3 separate regions of the Callithrix jacchus genome follow, and regions 1 and 3 are each linked to region 2. The links are chromatin contacts, called in public Hi-C maps. All regions are on one chromosome and are shown on one strand. The core of a region is the stretch at or near the end of the contact, and the rest is flanking DNA. Distances in the headings are between cores, read along the strand shown. Region 1 holds the start of KBTBD2 (kelch repeat and BTB domain containing 2). Region 2 holds the start of AVL9 (AVL9 cell migration associated). Region 3 holds the start of LOC144578307.

The links. A called contact is a pair of places that touch in the nucleus more often than the background predicts.
Region 1: a contact with region 2 is called in a Hi-C map of skeletal muscle, with 4 times the contacts expected there. The contact joins the promoter of KBTBD2 here to the promoter of AVL9 in region 2. A contact is called at or near these places in 2 of 3 Hi-C or Micro-C datasets (both in skeletal muscle).
Region 3: a Hi-C map of skeletal muscle shows a contact between it and region 2, with 6 times the contacts expected there. The contact joins the promoter of LOC144578307 here to the promoter of AVL9 in region 2.

The regions. Positions count from the first base shown.
Region 1 is chr11:1,771,484-1,774,366 of calJac240_pri, forward strand. KBTBD2 (kelch repeat and BTB domain containing 2) reads right to left here and starts at 1,437. Exons shown (of 3, transcript XM_035253123.3): 1 at 933-1,437. The coding sequence starts at 1,102. LOC144578307 reads right to left here. Exons shown (of 5, transcript XM_078342141.1): 5 at 941-1,436. The coding sequence ends at 1,369.
Region 2 is chr11:1,621,930-1,624,755 of calJac240_pri, forward strand. It overlaps AVL9 (AVL9 cell migration associated), which reads left to right and starts at 1,566. Exons shown (of 15, transcript XM_035253122.3): 1 at 1,566-1,841. The coding sequence starts at 1,749.
Region 3 is chr11:1,850,019-1,853,069 of calJac240_pri, forward strand. LOC144578307 reads right to left here and starts at 1,494. Exons shown (of 5, transcript XM_078342141.1): 1 at 1,461-1,494; 2 at 333-822. The coding sequence starts at 1,494.

The DNA.
Region 1 (2,883 bases), core at 187-2,686, 150 kb after region 2:
TTTGGGCCTTAGATTCTGCAATCATCATGGAATGCGGTAGGGAATGTGAAGTTTCTGTATCTTCATGCAAGTAAGTTAGCCTTGAAAGGTCAAATGAAATCTGTCCTATCTATAGCTGCCATTAAAGAACAGCATAACCAAACTTACTGCTGACTGCTACTTATGGCTGCTCGTATTTGTAATAGAAATATGCTGGTCCACATTTAATTCAGTTTATTCTCCCTCTCTCCAATATTAAGTCAAAAATAACCTAAAAGCAAAGAACAAATAAAGCAATTTCTATGCCTTGGCTTCTATTCTGCTCAGGAAAGGTACAACAAAGATGCAAAAGATCATAGAAATGTAAAGTTAAGCTTTACACATTTGTTATTAGCAATGAGGAGCTAAATTAACTTCTACTATGTTCAGAGGAAGAGAGAACACCAACAATGTTACTAGTTACTAAGTATTTAAACCTGGCAAGAAGTCTAGTTGGTAAAAAGAACTATCTCAAATGGTAATAGTAACAAAGAGAAAAATACATTTTCCAAAGAAAAGTATTAGCAGGTTTAACAGCACCAATTTTTACCCTCTAAAAACTACTATTTGACCCTATGATAACTTGTCAGTTTAAAAACAGAGATGACTATTTTCTAAAGGTAGCATTTTAGAATCTCAAAGTGTAAATTATCCCATTTATTTTTGTTTAGAAATATTCTAAATCTTTCTGCCTTCCCAACATTAAAACTTCACCTTAGTTAATTGCAACACATTTCTTGTATTTAAACCTTTATAAAATTTCTTTCATATGTCCCTTACACATGCAAGAATGAGATTTGGCAAGAACTACATCATCTGAATAGAAAACTTAAGCACAACATTGAGATGTGGCTTTTTTTAAAAATTAAATAATATTTCAAAGAATTTCTGTTTAAAACATTAAAAGTACTTACCTGAAATAAGAGCTACAGGTTGCAAGAACCATCTTATGACAAGGGAATTCGGTGCCCTCAACGATCAACACGATGTCAGTGAACAACTGCTGCTCATAAAACAGTTTCAACTGTTCCAGCAAGGACACAGCATATTCAGTATTAATCTGCCTCTCGTCTTGAGTGGACATGACTGTATTCCATTAATATCTCCCAGGCCAGATTAGAAAAGTCCGTCTTACTGATGGAAGGTCAAGTGAACACTTCAGAAATAAAGGAGAAACTACTTGCTGTTATCTGCAGCATTCAGCACTAAGACTGACACATTCACTAGTGAGGAGTATCTTGTTATAGACTTAGAATCACTCCTAGGTCATCCTGTGTTCATAGGTTCTTCAGAGTGTTTCAACACAGTCTGCAGACATTGTGCTCAATCTGCAATTGCACAGCTCATGAGTCAAAGAGAAAAATACACGAGGTAGACTTTGTGGCAACATCCTATGTTCAGTGGATCCTGCAGAGTAACTAAAAAGAAAAAAAGTTCAGTTGTAATATCTAGGCCAGCACAGTTTTAGAATACAATCTTTAAAATGGCAGCCTTAAATAGAAATCATATTTTTTGAAGTTCAACTTTAGACATCATAAAAGTGAAACATGACAAAAATGAAGATTCTTAAGTCTACTACATTTAAAACTGAAAAACAGAAGAAAATTACCAGTTGTAATTTCAAGTTAACTTTCGCCTTCTATACAAAATATACATGTTGTAGAAAATAACAAACACGTGAATAAGTATTCTTTCAAAATAAATTACCAAAGCCAGCTCTCCTAGTTATTTGTTTGGTAACAATAAATGATCATAATATGTAAGAAAAAAAAAAAAACCCTGCTCTCTTACACAGCGGTTCTCATTCTCTGGATATATTTTTAAATATTTTCACAAAGTCTTCATATTTAATTGAAATTACTTAAACTATATGGCAAATACATTCAAATTGTTTATTTTCAAAGTATAAGCTATATATTTTCAAATTTGCCATTAAATTCTATAAGAGAAGTGTATGCAATTTACCTCTTTGTAGAGTGGTTCTTTCCTAGGAATCTTTATGAATAAGAGCATATAATTTTACTTAAAAAAAAAAGTGTTCCTACCCAGAAAACTCCATATTACACAAATATGAATGTTCTCCAAATTAATATGTAAGTTTAGCACAAATCCAATCTAAATCCTATTTCCAAGGGATTTATCTGGAAGAATGCACAAAAGTTGCCAAGGTATTTGAGGAGAAAAGGGGCAAGTTTTTCAAGATTTTTATGAAAATATAAAGTGTATTATAAAACTCCCATTAACCGAACGAGGCATTTATCTTCATCGTATCTAAGAAATTAGATAGGATGAAAGTAAATATGGCATTTCAAATTAGGAAGAACGGCTTATTTCAAACAAATAATGTTGGATGTGGCCAACTGCTAAAGGGGGAATAAAAACAAAACTCAGGCTTTAGTCATGCTGCCTATCATTTACCCAAAAAAATAAAATTCCAGCTGAGCAAAAATTTACTTGGAACTCAGTATTTACAACATATGGCAAAGGAATTACAAATCCGGAAAAGAGGAAAATCCCAAATAGAATGCTACCAATATGCTAAATATAAAAACTACCACTTCTTTTTTCACCAACTCTCTTATTAGGATGACCCTTAGTTACCATAATGAGAAATGACTCCATCATTAGAATCACTAATACTTTTTGTCACAAAATACCATTATGTCAAAGACGGTATCACAGCTACTTCCTGCCAAACTATACTATTACAGTAACTGCTGATGATATACAGTCATGTTTACAGCCAAGTTAACTGTCGAAGTAACTAAAACAGGTGCAAAGACAAAGGGAGACATTTTTCATTTAAGGTAATAACTTTGCTCTTCCAGAACTGAAGGTTATACTATAAATCTGAGTTCTACTACC
Region 2 (2,826 bases), core at 316-2,815:
ATGTATAGCAACATCTTGAAAAATGTCTACAGTATTAACATTAAAACAGTTCCACTGAATCATAGAAACTAACTTTGATTTAGGAAGCCTACTGTTTTTCTCAGCTATGCTTAGATTAGAGCGGAGCTCCTTAGTTTTCAAGACTAGAAGTGTAAAATATCAAATGTTAAGGTTGTTTAAAGTAAGGAATGTGCAGCTAGTAATTGTAACTAACTGCCAGTTACTGCAGTAATCTTAAATTCTATTTGAAGCAGACAACTATCCTGTAGGTTATTCGAAAATTGCCCTAGATGGGGCCAGGCGCGGTGGCTCACGCCTGTAATCCCAGCACTTTGGGAGGCCAAGGCGAGTGGATCACGAGGTCAAGAGATCGAGACCATCCTGGTCAACATAGTGAAACCCCGTCTCTATTAAAAATACAAAAAATTAGCTGGGCACGGTGGCGCGTGCCTGTAATCCCAGCTACTCAGGAGGCTGAGGCAGGAGAATTGCCTGAACCCAGGAGGCGGAGGTTGCGGTGAGCCGAGATCGCGCCATTGCATGCCAGCCTGGGTAAACAAGAGCAAAACTGCGTCTCAAAAGAAAAGAAAAAGAAAGAAAAAGAAAATTGCCCTAGATAAGACTTGTTAAATCTGCTAGTATTTGCATTATTTACTTTAAGTTGACATGATGCACGACTTTTAAAAAAACAATTGTAGTACAATCAGTAAAGGAATTATAAAACCCTGGTGACAACAGGGCCCGTACATTTTGTACAGACCAGAGTACTAAATCCAAAAGCGATGAATGAAAACAACATTCTTTTAAAATCGCAGGACTAGAATAATCACTTTACAGGCATCCAAGTAAACGTCCTTTATTGTCAAGGATATTTCAGGTTTTAAATGCGTCTCAGATTCCTACACATAATATTTAAATGAGGGGAAAAGAACTCTAGAACGAACAAGAATTCTAAGGGAAGCAAGTAATTTAAAGGCTGAATACACAGACACGCCGGCTCACCAGGAGGCCTACATGTTAGCATGTATTTCAGAGTAAGAATGGAGATCCCCCAGGCCACGAAGACGAAGGCAAGAAGTCACAGAACCGGGCACTCGGAGAGTGAACCAAGAAGATGTGAAAACCGAAGGAAAGCAGAAAGGAAGAGGGAAGGGGGAAAACTTCAAGGAGGAAAAAGAGAGGGTCAGAAGGAAGTGCTTCGAGGCTGAACCCAGGGAGGAAAAAGCAGGTGTGCCAGGCGGCACCTTCACGTCCCGCGGACACCAGAGTCTCTGCAGCCCAGCTGCCCGGGTCCTGTAAGCCCCAGCCCGCCCCTCCGGGTCAGGCCCCACCCGGCCCTGCCCCGCCCCGTCCCCGTCCAGTCCCTGTCCCATCCCCGTCCGGTCGATCGCTCCTCTACTAGCCCCACCCCGCTGTCCCAGGCACCACTTCGGCCCCTCAGACCCCGCCCCGTCAAATCCCTCCAGGCCCCGCCCCGTCAAATCCCTCCAGGCCCCGCCCCGCCCCGCCCCGCCCCCTGCGGCCGCCGCGTCACGTGACAATCCGGAAGCTGCGAAAGCGGATGTGGGAAGGGCGGCCGCAGCCCAGGGGGCGGTGGGAGCTGCTCAGCTTCCTCCCGGCTCCCTGCGCAGCCCTCATGTGCTACCTTCGCTGACACCCGGAGTCCGCGGCTCTCCGCACACGGTGGGGTCGTCCCACCCGCTGCCCTTGGCGGTCGAAGTCATCGTGCGGAACCGCTGCAGCCGCCCATGGAGAAGACCGGGCGAGGCGGGGATGGCGCCCCCCGGGGGCCCGTGCTGCACATCGTGGTGGTCGGCTTTCACCACAAGAAGGGCTGCCAGGTGAGGAAGGGCCCCCCACCCCTCTCGGCGCCCCCTGCCCTGCTTCCGTGTGCTCAGCTCGCGTGGTGCAGTGCTCCCCACCGGAGGCGACCCTTCGCCTCGCTCCTCCCACCTGCTCCACCTGACGCCCGGCCCCCGCAGCCCCTGAAAAACGCGTGTGAGCAGCGAAGGAGCGAGTTGCTACGTGTAGGGTGTAGGTTTCTAACTTCTGCCTTGGTGTAGGAGGAAGGAGTGCAAGACGGGCCCACACCCTTCCCGGTCCGTCGTCTCCGCTGGCTTTCTGGGGGTCCGTGTAGCGTGTATATTCCCACATATTCTGTATGGGAGTCTAGAAAGAGTCCGTGCTTGGGCTCTGCTTTCAAGGCGTTAGGCTCAGGGGGCTCGCGCACTAATGCCTCAGGTAGCTTGAAGCACATGCAGGCTCCGTGCGGAGATCGGCTTCCTTTGTTTATCTGATGGAAGCCCTGGGATCTGTGCCGGTAGCCACGGCTGTGGACTGACCTTCCCTCCACCTTCCCGTTGGGCCTCAGTTTTGCGATTTCATCTTCTCCAGATGAATTGCAGTCGCCTTTTGGTGAGAGATTGATCTCTCCAGATCAATTGCAGTAAGAGAAGGCGTATTACCGACCAAACCGTTCAAATATAAAGACGTTTTTCAGCAGCCTCACTGAATCTTTAATCCAGCATCTGAAATGGAATATTTGCAATTTATGTATTGAAGGCAATAGAATAAAATAGAAACAGGATTATTTAATGAGCAAGCAAACACTGGAAGGGAATGATGTCATAATGTGCCAGTGAACAGTTAATTGAAATGCTTTTTTTAGTAAAAAAAAAAAAAAGTTACCAGCACTAGCTAATGAAGCATTTAATTTCTTGTATTCCACAGGAAACGTAATATTTTAGAAGACTTATTCGCAAAAATTAAGTTCTCCAGGGAATAACAGAAAACTGATGGGAGTGAAAAAATTGTGTTTGTGTTTTA
Region 3 (3,051 bases), core at 244-2,743, 230 kb after region 2:
CGCCACCGCCTCCACGGGCCGAGCCCCGCCCACTGCGCCACCGCCTCCCGGGGCCGAGCCCCGCCCACTGCGCCACCGCCTCCCCGGGCCGAGCCCCGCCCACCTGCGCCACCGCCCCCGGGCCGAGCCCCGCCCACCTACATCACCCTCACCCCCCCCGGGGCCTGGCCCCGCCCACTGCGCCACCGCCTCCCCGGGCCGAGCCCCGCCCACTGCGCCACCGCCTCCCGGGGCCGAGCCCCGCCCACCTACACCACCCTCCCCGCGGGGCCTGGCCCCGCCCACCTGCGCCACCGACTCCAGGGCGCCTTCCAGGGTGGGCGGTTCCCTACCTCGCTCCCCACCCAGTGAGGACTTGAAGTCCCATCGCAGGCACCAGGCTCCTCACGGGTCCGCCCCCTGCTGCTCCCGGGGTTGGAGGGCCCGGCCCAGCGCGCACCACGGCGCCCCGCGGACGGCGGCTCAGAGGCTCCAGACGCCCGAGGACTCCAGGTGCTTGAGCCGCCGCCGCTTCTGCTCCCGGCGCTGCTGCAGCTCCCGATCCGGCGTCTCCGCGGCGCGGCTCTGGTGGCGGCCAAGAGGGCGCTTTCTCTGCGCGACTCCCCCGAAGGGTGCCGAAGTCCCGGCCTCCGGTCGCCCGATCCCCGCCTCCCCGCGGCCGGCCCCGAATCGGTGCACGGAGCTTGAGCCCAGCCGCCAGCCCCCGTGCTGCCCTGGGCCCGGAGCGCCCCTGGCGGCTGGAGCCGAGGCAAGGCGGGGCCCTGGGTGGGAGCCTCCCGGTTCCCGCCCGGCCACACCCAGCTCCCCGGCCGGGACTGCCCCCTTGAGGTTCCCGCCAGGGACAAGGAGTCCTGTGCGAGTCCTGTTTCTATGTCCCCAGTGACCAGACACACAGGAGCTGCTCAAATAGCAGAATTCATCCAATTCTGGAAGAGAGTAATACTCAGCATATAAATTCTCCACCTTTTCAGATCCTGTGATCCATACTTAAAACATGGTCACTGTATGTTGTATTCAGCAAAGTATAGGTTCTGGAGATGAAAACAGAAGCTACCATACACAGCATTTGTTATACACCAATTAGCTAAACCCTTAATAAAAATGTTTTTAATCTTAAACTTAAGTGTTGTTACCACCCCTATGGTGATCTCCACATTCAATGCAATCCCTGGCAAAATCCCACTGACTTTTTTTTTTCTGCGGAAAGAGAAAAGCCAATCCTAAAACTCATGTGGAATCTACAGGGACCCCTTCCCTGGGCCTCTGGTTTTGCAGCAAGCAGGTGCAAATAGGTTAATGTGGCATATTACCTTTATTGATTTGTGTGTGTGAACCATCCTTGCATTCCAGGAATACATTCCATTTGGTCATAGTGTATTACCTTGTTAATAAGATGTTCAACTTGTTTTCCTACCATTTTGTTGAGAATCTTTGCATTAGGACTAGGCGCGGTGGCTCACACTTGTAAAACCAGCTGTGGGTAACCCCCGACATAGGCACCTAGAAAGGAGACCTAAGCAGAACCCTGGCACAGTTAGGGCTTGAAGCATATCTCAGTTTATAGTGTTATTACTCAGCTATTTCCTTTTATGTAATACTTTATATAATCATATATTAGTTTTCAGAATTAGGGCTTGAAGAATCCCTTTATATAATCCTCTCTATATAATCATATAATAGTTGATAGTAGGCCGGGCGCGGTGGCTTAAGCCTGTAATCCCAGCACTTTGGGAGGCTGAGGCGGGTGGATCACGAGGTCAAGAGATCGAGACCATCATGGTCAACATGGTGAAACCCCGTCTCTACTAAAATACAAAAAATTAGCTGGGCACGGTGGCACGTGCCTGTAATCCCAGCTACTCGGGAGGCTGAGGCAGGAGAATCGCTTGAACCCAGAAGGCAGAGGTTGCGGTGAGCTGAGATGGCGCCATTGCACTCCAGCCTGGGTAACAAGAGTGAAAGTCAGTCTTAAAAAAAAAAAAAAAAAAAAAGTAAATAGGAAAAAGTAAAATACAAAACCAAAAAAGCAGAACAAAGAGAAAGTTCAAAAATGGCCACTACCTTCTGTCTGTGTCGGAAACACTGTGAATTAGGGCACACCTCCATAAGAGAAATCACAGGGAGCCACATCAACCCACCTGTAATTATGTCCTTTGACTTGTTTATTTCTTTTTCTTTTGTATTTATTCCTCTCCCCAACTAAGTCACAGCACTCAGGAGAGAGACCACTGGCTAGGAGAGGGGAACAGGTGTTATTCCTCTGGTCATCTTGGACATCAGATTATTTTTTTTCAGCCTACAAAACTATAAGGCAGAATTTTGGCAGCTCCTCAGAAGGTTACCAGTAGAGTTTCATATGACCCAGAAATTCCACCCCTAGATACTGTCAGTTCTTTCTTTTTTTCTGAGACGGACTCTAGCACTGTTGCTCAGCCTGGAGTGCAGCGGTGGGATCTCAGTTCACTGTAACCTCGCCTCTCAGGTTTTAGCAATTCTCCCGCCTCAGCCTCCCAGGTAGCTGGGACTACAGGTGTGTGCCACCACACCTGCCTAATTTTTGTATTTTTTTTTTTTTTTTTTTTTTTTTTTAGAGAGACGGAGTTTTCGCTCTTGTTACCCAGGCTGGAGTGCAATGGTGCGATCTCGGCTCACCGCAACCTCCGCCTCCTGGGTTCAGGCAATTCTCCTGCCTCAGCCTCCCGAGTAGCTGGGATTATAGGCACGCACCACCATGCCCAGCTAATTTTTTGTATCTTTAGTAGAGACGGGGTTTCACCATTTTGACCAGGATGGTCTTGATCTCATGACCTCGTGATCCACCCGCCTCAGCCTCCCAAAGTGCTGGGATTACAGGCTTGAGCCACCGTGCCCGGCCAATTTTTGTATTTTTAATAGAGAGAGGGTTTCACCATGTTGACCAGGCTGGTCTTGAACTTCTGATCTCGAGTAATCCACCTACCTCAGCTTCCCAAAGTGCTGGGATTAAAGGTGTGAGTCACCGCGCCTGGCTCCAAACTGTCGGTTCTCATTGTATGAGTAATTATGTTATGA